2 separate regions of the Sus scrofa genome follow, and region 1 is linked to region 2. The links are chromatin contacts, called in public Hi-C maps. All regions are on one chromosome and are shown on one strand. The core of a region is the stretch at or near the end of the contact, and the rest is flanking DNA. Distances in the headings are between cores, read along the strand shown.

Evidence for each region. A called contact is a pair of places that touch in the nucleus more often than the background predicts.
Region 1: a Hi-C map of subcutaneous adipose tissue shows a contact between it and region 2, with 1.8 times the contacts expected there. The contact joins the promoter of GDF1 here to the promoter of HOMER3 in region 2. A contact is called at or near these places in 9 of 47 Hi-C or Micro-C datasets (alveolar macrophages, blood, embryonic fibroblasts and 4 more).

Annotation. Positions count from the first base shown.
Region 1 is chr2:58,970,847-58,974,903 of Sscrofa11.1, reverse strand. It overlaps GDF1 (embryonic growth/differentiation factor 1), which reads right to left and starts at 1,986. Exons shown (of 2, transcript XM_013991296.2): 1 at 1,650-1,986; 2 at 1-1,057. The coding sequence starts at 1,962. The coding sequence ends at 279. It overlaps CERS1 (ceramide synthase 1), which reads right to left. Exons shown (of 7, transcript XM_021083472.1): 7 at 2,212-2,350. The coding sequence ends at 2,308.
Region 2 is chr2:58,912,465-58,916,751 of Sscrofa11.1, reverse strand. HOMER3 (homer protein homolog 3) reads right to left here and starts at 2,803. Exons shown (of 10, transcript XM_021083465.1): 1 at 2,596-2,803; 2 at 956-1,033; 3 at 711-867; 4 at 320-451. The coding sequence starts at 969.

The sequences.
Region 1 (4,057 bases), core at 737-3,236, 59 kb before region 2:
AAGGCTGAGACAGGCCAAATATGCACAGCGGAGACTGCTCAGGCAATTCCCAGAGCTCAGGCGCATGCCATGGGCCGCCGGGAGATGGGGGTTCTGGAAGGCTTGGGAGGGATGGGCCGGTGGCGTCGCTGTAGACTACCCCACTACCACCACCCTGGTGGATCATGGTGATGCTCTCGGCCGCTTCCCTCCCCACCCCCAACCACCCTGGCACGGCTCAAGAAGACAGTAGAGCGGACCACGTAGTGTTTATTGTTGCCACCGCCCACCTGCCCCCATCAGCGGCAGCCGCACTCATCCACCACCATGTCCTCGTAGTGCCGTAGTACCACGTTGTCATTGTTATCAAAGAAGAGCACAGAGATAGGCGATAGACGCGCGGGTACGCAGCAGGGCAGGCCGGCGGCGCCGGGGGCGGCCGAGTGCATGAGCGCGCGCAGCACCGCGTGGTTGAGCGCGGGCGTCCCACCCGGTTCCGACAGCGCGGCGGGCAGCGCGCACTTTCCCTGGCAGTAGTTGGCTAGGAAGCCGCGAGGCGCGATGACCCAGCGGTGCCAGCCCACCTCGCGGAAGCTCACATAGAGCCGCCGCGTGCGACACGCGCCCCCCGAGCCACCGCCCACTGCGGGCTCGGCCTCGCGCCGCGGCCGGGCCAGAGGGTGGCACAGGCGCGGGTCGAGGGTCACCAGCAGCAGCGAGGCCTCGGTCAGGCGCGCGCAAACGGTGGGGGCCCGAGGACGCAGCGCCAGTGTTAGACGGAGGCTGCGCGGCGCCGAGGCGTTGCGGGCCCAGGCGGCGCCCAGCAGCTCAGCGCGCACCGGCGTTCCCAGGGCGGTCACCGCCTGGCGGAGCAGCACCGGACCAGAGCCCGCGCGCGCCACGCTCAGCTCCCAGCTGCCCGCCATCCCCGCCGACGCCTCCTCAGCCGCGAAGCGCAGCTCCAGGCGAACCTGGCTTGGGCGTTCTGCCGGTTCCACGGTCGACAGGTCGAAGACGACGGTCCACTCCGGGCACTGCCCGGCAGCCGAGGCGGGCTCCGGGCGCCGGGCAGCCGCGCCTGGGGAGGCAGGGAGAGGGTTCGGCTGGCGCTGCGTCCCTACTCAGTGCCCCGAGAGGGGCTCTGGGTTGGGGACGGGCAGGGTGGGGGCCTGGGGGCACACCATCTGTTAGAAGGCGTCAAATGGTGTGAGGCGGCGGGGGGTCGGGGAGAGAAGGAGCGGGGGGCAGGGCATCACTTCCAAGGAAGAGGCCCTGCCCGGTGCAAGGGTGGCCAGCCCGCAGTTGGGAACACAGGCAGGGTTGGGGGTGGAGGGTGGGCGAACGCCTGGGGCCCGTGGGGAAGCGATGCTGGGGCGGGGTGGCATTTGCAGGAAGGCATCTAGTGGTGTGAAGCGGCAGAAGGGGTGGGATGGAGTGGGGGCAGGGCTTCAGCTGCAAGCTGGCTTTCGGACCACTCCCCGCCCCTCCCCACAGGTGTCCACGCGGAAGAATGGATGGAGTGCAGAGATCCCGGTTGCTTGCGGGCTAGCGAGTGGGGACCCTCAGAGATTCCAGCCTCTCTACGCGCCACTGGAAGCTCCTGGCAGCCCGGAGCACCCAGCGGGATCTCCGTCTCTCAGACCCACGCCCCCAGCGCAGGCCCCACTCACCGCGGTCCGGTACGTGGCGCACGATGTTTCCAGCGACCCCCAGCTCCTCCACGTGGCACGGCCGCAGGGCGGCCGCCGGGGGTGTTCTCCTTGAGCCCGCCCTGGCTTCCTGGTGGTCCCGGCGGCGGAATAAGCGCCACATGACCGGGGGTACGGGCCGGGACGTGGGGGCGTCCCGGGGTGCGTCGGACAACCCGAGAGCCCGCAGCAGGGAGGCGGCAGGGCCCGGGGCAGCAGGGGCGCGGGCCAGGGATGGCGAGGGCAGCAGCAGGGCCAGTAGGAGCAGAAGGGCTCGGCGGCAAGGCGAGGGCATCTTCTTTGCAGGCGGCGGTCCGGCGAGTGTTCAGGAGCTGCTGGGCTCCCGGACCTGCGGTCTGGGGGCGGGGAAGGGGTCGCAGGAGAGACGCGGGGCTGGGCAGGGTCTGGGCCCCGGGGGGCGTGGCCGCGATTCTGAAGCCGAATTGGGACTAATCCAGGGGGCGAGGTCTCGAGGGTACGGGGCAGGGGTCCGGGGAGTGGCCAGGGCGGGGGAGAGGGGACAGGAGGCGGAGCTTGATAGGGCCAGGGTCCGGGGGCAACTGGGGAAACAGCATGGCTGGTCCCCGGGGGCGTGGTTGGGTATGGCTGGGTCCTGGGCGGCGGGGCCGGGTCGAGGGGTTCAGAAGCGCTTGTCCTTGACCAGGCCGTTCTTCAGCGGCTTCCTGAGAGCCAGAACCGGCCCGGTTAACCTGGGAACCCCATGCCCCCGCGCAGCGCCCCGTCCCGCCTTCCTTGCCCGCCATAGCTCTTTGCCCAGCCCACAAGGCCAAAAGACCCTGCCATCTGCCTGCTGGGCAAGTGGTCCCCGCTTTTCCCTACAATTAAACCCTCCTTTCCCCTCCCCCCGCGCCACCTGCGGCCACTAGAGGGCAAAAGCTACCTCCCTCACTCTGCCTGACTTAACCCCACCGCATGGACCTAGACCAGCACTTTCTCCTCCTCCTCTTCCTGGGAGGCAGAACTGGCCAGAGCCCCCTGCAACCCCACCGGGCAGGCTCCTCCCCCAACTCCCCCAGCCCTACCAGGAAAGGCTTCCCAGTGATTCTTCATCCACTGCCCTCAGTCTACCTCTGCCACAGCCCCTATTTTGCTTCCATGTCAGTAAAACATGTTATGAAATGTTTTAAAACGAATCGATAGTGTCCAGCTTAAGATCCCAAAGACCCATAACTTGTAAACAATGGGCATCTGTCCATAGGGGTGTCTTCTCCTGCACCTCAGTTTTCCCCAAATGTGCGTGCCATTGAGATCGCTCCCCAGTGCACTTCTTCTCTCCTTAATTCCACCTTCCCTGCCTGTGTTAGTGGCAGATCTCTGGGGTTCTGACTGGGAGGGGACTTGCACCCTGGGGTTTTGCCCAGACCCACCGGACCAGATCCAACAGGCCTGCCCCTGTTCCTTGCCTCTACCGCCAACACTTGCTTGGAGTTTAACTGACCAGCATGCTGGTGCCGAGACGGCATCTCACCGCAGCCATTGACCATGTCTGTTATCTCTGTTCCCACTTACGGGAACTTTTTTTTTTTTTTTTTTTTTTTGGTCTTTTCGTCTTTTCTAGGGCTGCACCCGTGACATATGGAGGTTCCCAGGCTAGGTGTCTAATTGGAGCTGTTGCTGCCGGCATATGCCACGGCCACGGCAACGCCAGATCCTAGCCACGTCTGCGACCTACTCCACAGCTCATGGCAACGCAGGATCCTTAACCCACTGAGCAAAGCCAGGGATCAAACCCACAACCTCAAGGTTCCTAGTCGGATTTGTTAACCACTGAGCCACGATGGGAACACCTAAAGGAATCCTTCATGTCTTTGCACATGGTCCATCAGTCTCTTTGCTGCAGTCTAATTTACATACAAACATATTAAATTTTTTGAGCCAATACTATGTTCTCACGATCTAGACATCAGAAAGCAGAGAAAACTCACTGTTCACCTGACACACTCCTGGGGGATCTACCATTGTTTCTGACTCCTGTGTATCCCAACACAGAAACTAGCACAGGCTCATTGGTGCTCCCTGTGTCCCTTTGGTTTGCAGAGCACTCTAGTTCAGAGACTCTCCCGCAGAAAAACAGAAAGACTTTCCTGCAGACTGAGATCTGTCACTTTAATCCGCTCTTCCCTTGGGCCAGAGCCACTGGATACCCCTTCCTGGGAGCACATATCTCCCCCTCAGCCCACTCTTCCGTGGGCTGCTTCTTCCTCATGTGGCCATTGCAGGAGCCCTTTATCTGTGAGTTCAGAGATAAGCCCTCTGTGAACCTCCCATCTGTCCTTTATCTTCTGGCTTTGCCTGTTGGTCCTCTTGATGGAGCAGAGGTGGGGTGCCTGGCTTCTCATATAGTTCAATGGCTGGACCACACACTCTCA
Region 2 (4,287 bases), core at 1,554-4,053:
GAACAGCTGAGGGTAGAGGAAGTTGATAATGAAGGTAGTGCTAGCGTGTGTGGGGAGGAAGCACATCCCAGGCATCCAGGGAGGGGCAGGTGCTTCTGAAATCAGAGCAGGCAGGCAACAGAGCTGGGATGTGAACCAGGGAAGTGGGAAGGGGCCACTGGCTTGTCTAATTCTGTTTTCTTTCTGCTTGTCCAATTCTGTATGCCCATTCTGCAGCTGGAAAAATGGAGGCCCAGCCATCTGTCCAGGGTCCCCCAGCACCCAAGAGAAGACCCATCCCTAGCCCCGTTCCTCCCACCATGTACCCCCACAGGCCCACCTGTGTCAGATGCTGTTCAGAAGCAAAGCCAAGGCCATAGACAGTGTTGGCGCGACTGTCTGCCCACTGCCCGAACTTCTGGGAGGTTTTGGTAAAGGTCATGTTGGGGGTGACAGTGCTATTGATGATGGCCTGGGGGGGAGGGTAAGCAAAGTTCATGGTTGATGGGAACTGGTAATAATGAACATGAACCCCTTCCCCGGGGGGTATCACTTTGTATTAGCACCTCAGAGGTCTTTGGCCATTTCAAGAGGAAGATTGAGGCCCAGAAAGACTCAGGGCACCCCCCCACCACCCCGTGCTCCCAAAGCACACAGCAAAGCAGCAACTGAACCCACCCCTGTCACTGGGATCCTTGGCACCTGGCACCCCACCCAGGCCCCACCAGGACCTTGGCACCCCCAAGGCTGATGATTCGGTAGACATTGCGGGTGGCATCGTAGAAGTAGGAGACAGTGAGTGCATGTTTGCCCGCAGGGATCCAGTTCCGCTTAGTGGCCGGGTCGATCTGGAACACATGCGCCCGAGTGCTGAAGATGGGCTGCTCCCTGGTGGGGAGAGGGTGCTCAGTGGAGGCCAGGCAATGCCCCCCATCTCAGAAGACTAAGGGTCAAGCTGGTAGAGGCAGAGGCTCACCTGGCTGTGGACATTGGTCAGGCTGGTCTGTGGGCTCCAAGGGGCAGCCAGAAGAATGGTAGGAGCTGCTGGTTTGGCCTTTGCGGGGAGAAGGGGGGCCTGTGAGTGTCCCCCAGGCCAGGCTGAGGGAGGCCAAGCATGTCCAACATCAGGACCCACCACCAGGTTCACTATTCACAGAGCTTCAAGCTCAAAGTTCTCAGCAAAAAGACCCCAACTCTCCCCATCTAGAAGAAGCCCTTGCAACACCCTGGGCAGGAGACTACCTCTGATAGGAGCCAAGTGGCTCCTACCAGCATAAACCTCTCATCTTCTTGGTTATTAGACCCCCAGTGAAGTCTTCTTAATCTCTGGGTTGGGCTGAGGAGGCCAAGGCCAACTCCTGTGTAGTACTTCCTGACACATTCATCCATCACTCCCAAAGCAGAGCCTCCATCAAAAAGTGGGGCATTGGCAGGTGCCTACTGGTAAACCAGTCCCCTTCTGGACCCACAAAGAGACCCCTCAGCTTCCACCTTAGGGCAGAGGCACACCTCAGAGTCAAAGCCCCCAGGGAGCCCTCAGCCTAGTTAAAAAAACAAGATGTGGCTAAACAGGTTCAAGGTGGTGGCCTCCAATCACCACTCAGTCCGCATCACCTCTCACCACTTAATCTGAACACCCTGGGGTTGGGGGGGGAGTCCTAGGGGAGGACCTGGGGGAAGGGGGAGGCAAACTAAGGGAAGAGAGGCCCCGACCCAGCAGCCTCCATGGTCAGAGGGGGAATGCCCCCCTCCTCTGTCCTGGGCAGCTGCTGTCCCGGTCACAGGGTCTGAAACCGGAGCCCCTGGGTGGGGGAGGGGCAGCGACTTTGGCCAGGGTTGGGGCTAGGTCCCGGGTTGAGCCAGGGTTCCGGGCGCAGGGGGTCCCAGAAACTCGGGCCTCCCTGCCCGGATGCTCCTGCAGCGATTCTAGGCGTTGGGGAAAGTTACTCACCAACTAGTCATGCGCCTCGGACGCCGCTGCTGCCGGCAGCGGGGCTCCCAAAGGGGGGCCTGACCCCGCCCGGTGTACTGGATCCACAATCGCGTGAGGGGGCGAAGCCCCACCCCAGGAACCCCAGCCCAGGGGATCTGAGGAGATACTCGCTCAGAATCGAATCCCCACCCGTCAGAAGCGGGGTGCCCCATGTGCGCCCCAAATGCAGGAAGTGCCATCCCGGACCTTGGTATTTCCAAGATCCCTGCTACGCCTCCCCCCCTCCCCCTGACTCCGGATCCAGAACTTCGGGGACGTGTTATCTACCTCCTGCAACTACAGGTCCAGAACTTAGGGGATCCTCCCCGCTGTCCCTGGCTCTTGAACTTCGGGGACCCCTGCCACCCTTCCATCCCCAGGTCTGGAATTTCGGCGTCCCCTCGCGCCTCCCCTCCACCTTAGGTCCGGAATTTGGGGAACCCGGCGTACTGTGCCCTCCTCGACCCCGACTCCGGAACTTCGGGGTTCCTGTGCCCTCTCAAGCCCTGGAACTTCGGGGCTCCCTGATCCGCCCCCAGCCTCCGTATTCGGAACTTCGAGGACCCCCGAGCCCTGTCCCCAGTCCCAGAACTTCGCGCCCCCAACCCCCTGCACCCAGTGCAGGCTCAGCTATCCAGGCTCACCCTGACGGCTCGGCGCCCCGCAAATGTCCGGGCGCGAGACGGGTGCGGCCCCACGGCGCCGACTCCCCGAAGCCGGGCGCCCCGCTCGCTCGCTGGCTCCGGGGCCCGCGCCCTCCTCGCCGCCCGCCGCACCGCCCGCGCCTTTGTCTGCGCCGCCGCCGCCGCCCGCGCCGCCTCCGGTCCCATCGCGGCCGGTCCCGACGCGGCCGCCGCCCGCCCCGCCTCCCCGGGCGGCCGAGGCCGTCCCGCAGCGCCCCCTGCCGGCCCTCCGCGGCGAGGGGGAGAGGGAGGGGTGGGAGCAGGGAGGAAGTGGGGAGGATTGTGGACGGGATATTAAGATGGGTACAGAAGGGGACAGGGGATGCAGTGGAGACAGAGACCCAGACCCAGAGACAGAGAGATGGAGGAGGGAGTCAGAGACAGGCCTAGGTGGACAGAATAGAATGTGGCCTCATCCTTTGTTCAAGAGTGAGCCGGACCCTCCCCATCACTGCTGCTTTTGCCTGTGATGGGGGGTCAAGTCCCTCTTCACCTGATGGGAATCCAGAGGCAGCGCACATCTGACGCCTTGTGGGTCCAGGCGTCTGCACACGGTAGGAGCTCAGTGCGTGTTTCTAGAAAACCAAAGAGACTTGGGCGGAGAGGGGCCTAGAAGAAGGTGAGAGAGAGGCAAACAGTAGGCACTTAAGGGGCTTGATACAGGATGCCCTGCTCAGAATCCCTGCCTGCTTTCCCATCCCACCCTGATCCCCCCAAACAACTGTAACAATGCTAGTGAGGGGAGTTCCTGTTGTGGCTCACCCCAAACAAACCCAACTAGTACCCAGGAGGATGTGGGTTCCATCCCTGGCCTCGCTCAGTGGGTAAAAAGATCTGGTGTTTCTGTGAGCTGTGGTGTAAGTCTCAGATGGGCCTAGATCTCAGGTTGCTGTGGCTGTGGTGAAGGCCTGCAGCTGCAGCTCTGATTCAACCCCGAGCCTGGGAACCTCCATGTGCTGTGGGTCAGGTGTGGCCCTAAAAAAAAAAAAAGAAGAAGAAAAGAAAGAAAAAGAAATGCTAGTGAGGTTGGGTTAGGATTATTGTTGCTGTGTTATAGGGTCCAAAGACTGAGGTGGAAGGAACATCATTGTCCAGGTCCCACCAAATGAGAAAATTGCCTGGAGGCCCACAGGCCTGCATTTGCCACCTCTGGTCAGAGGGAAGCCACCCCTTCATACGCTTGCTGGGAGAGGGTCCTTCTGGAACTGAGTTCAGTCTCCCCTGATCCGAGCCTGCCTGTGGGGCCCCCTTGTCAATCCTATTATCTGCCCTTTCCCTGGAGACTCCTCCCTCCAAAGTCACACAGTGCCACCGAGTTCTTGGACAGAGCACTGAGGCTCCTCAGAACCTGCACTTCCCTGAAGCTTGGAGACTCACTTGTGAGCTTTCTCAAACCTCAGAAGTGTTTGCCATTTTTTTTTCCCCTGTCTTTTTAGGGCTGAACCTAAGGAATATGAAAGTTCCCAGGCTAGGGGTCCAATCAGAACCATAGTCAACACCAGATCAGAGCCACATCTGTGATCTATGTCGCAGCTTGTGGCAACGAGGGATCCTTAACCCACTGAGCAATGCCTGGGATTGAACCCACATCCTCATGGATACTAGTTGGGTTCTTAACCTGCTGAGCCACAACAGAAACTCCTCCTTTTCTTG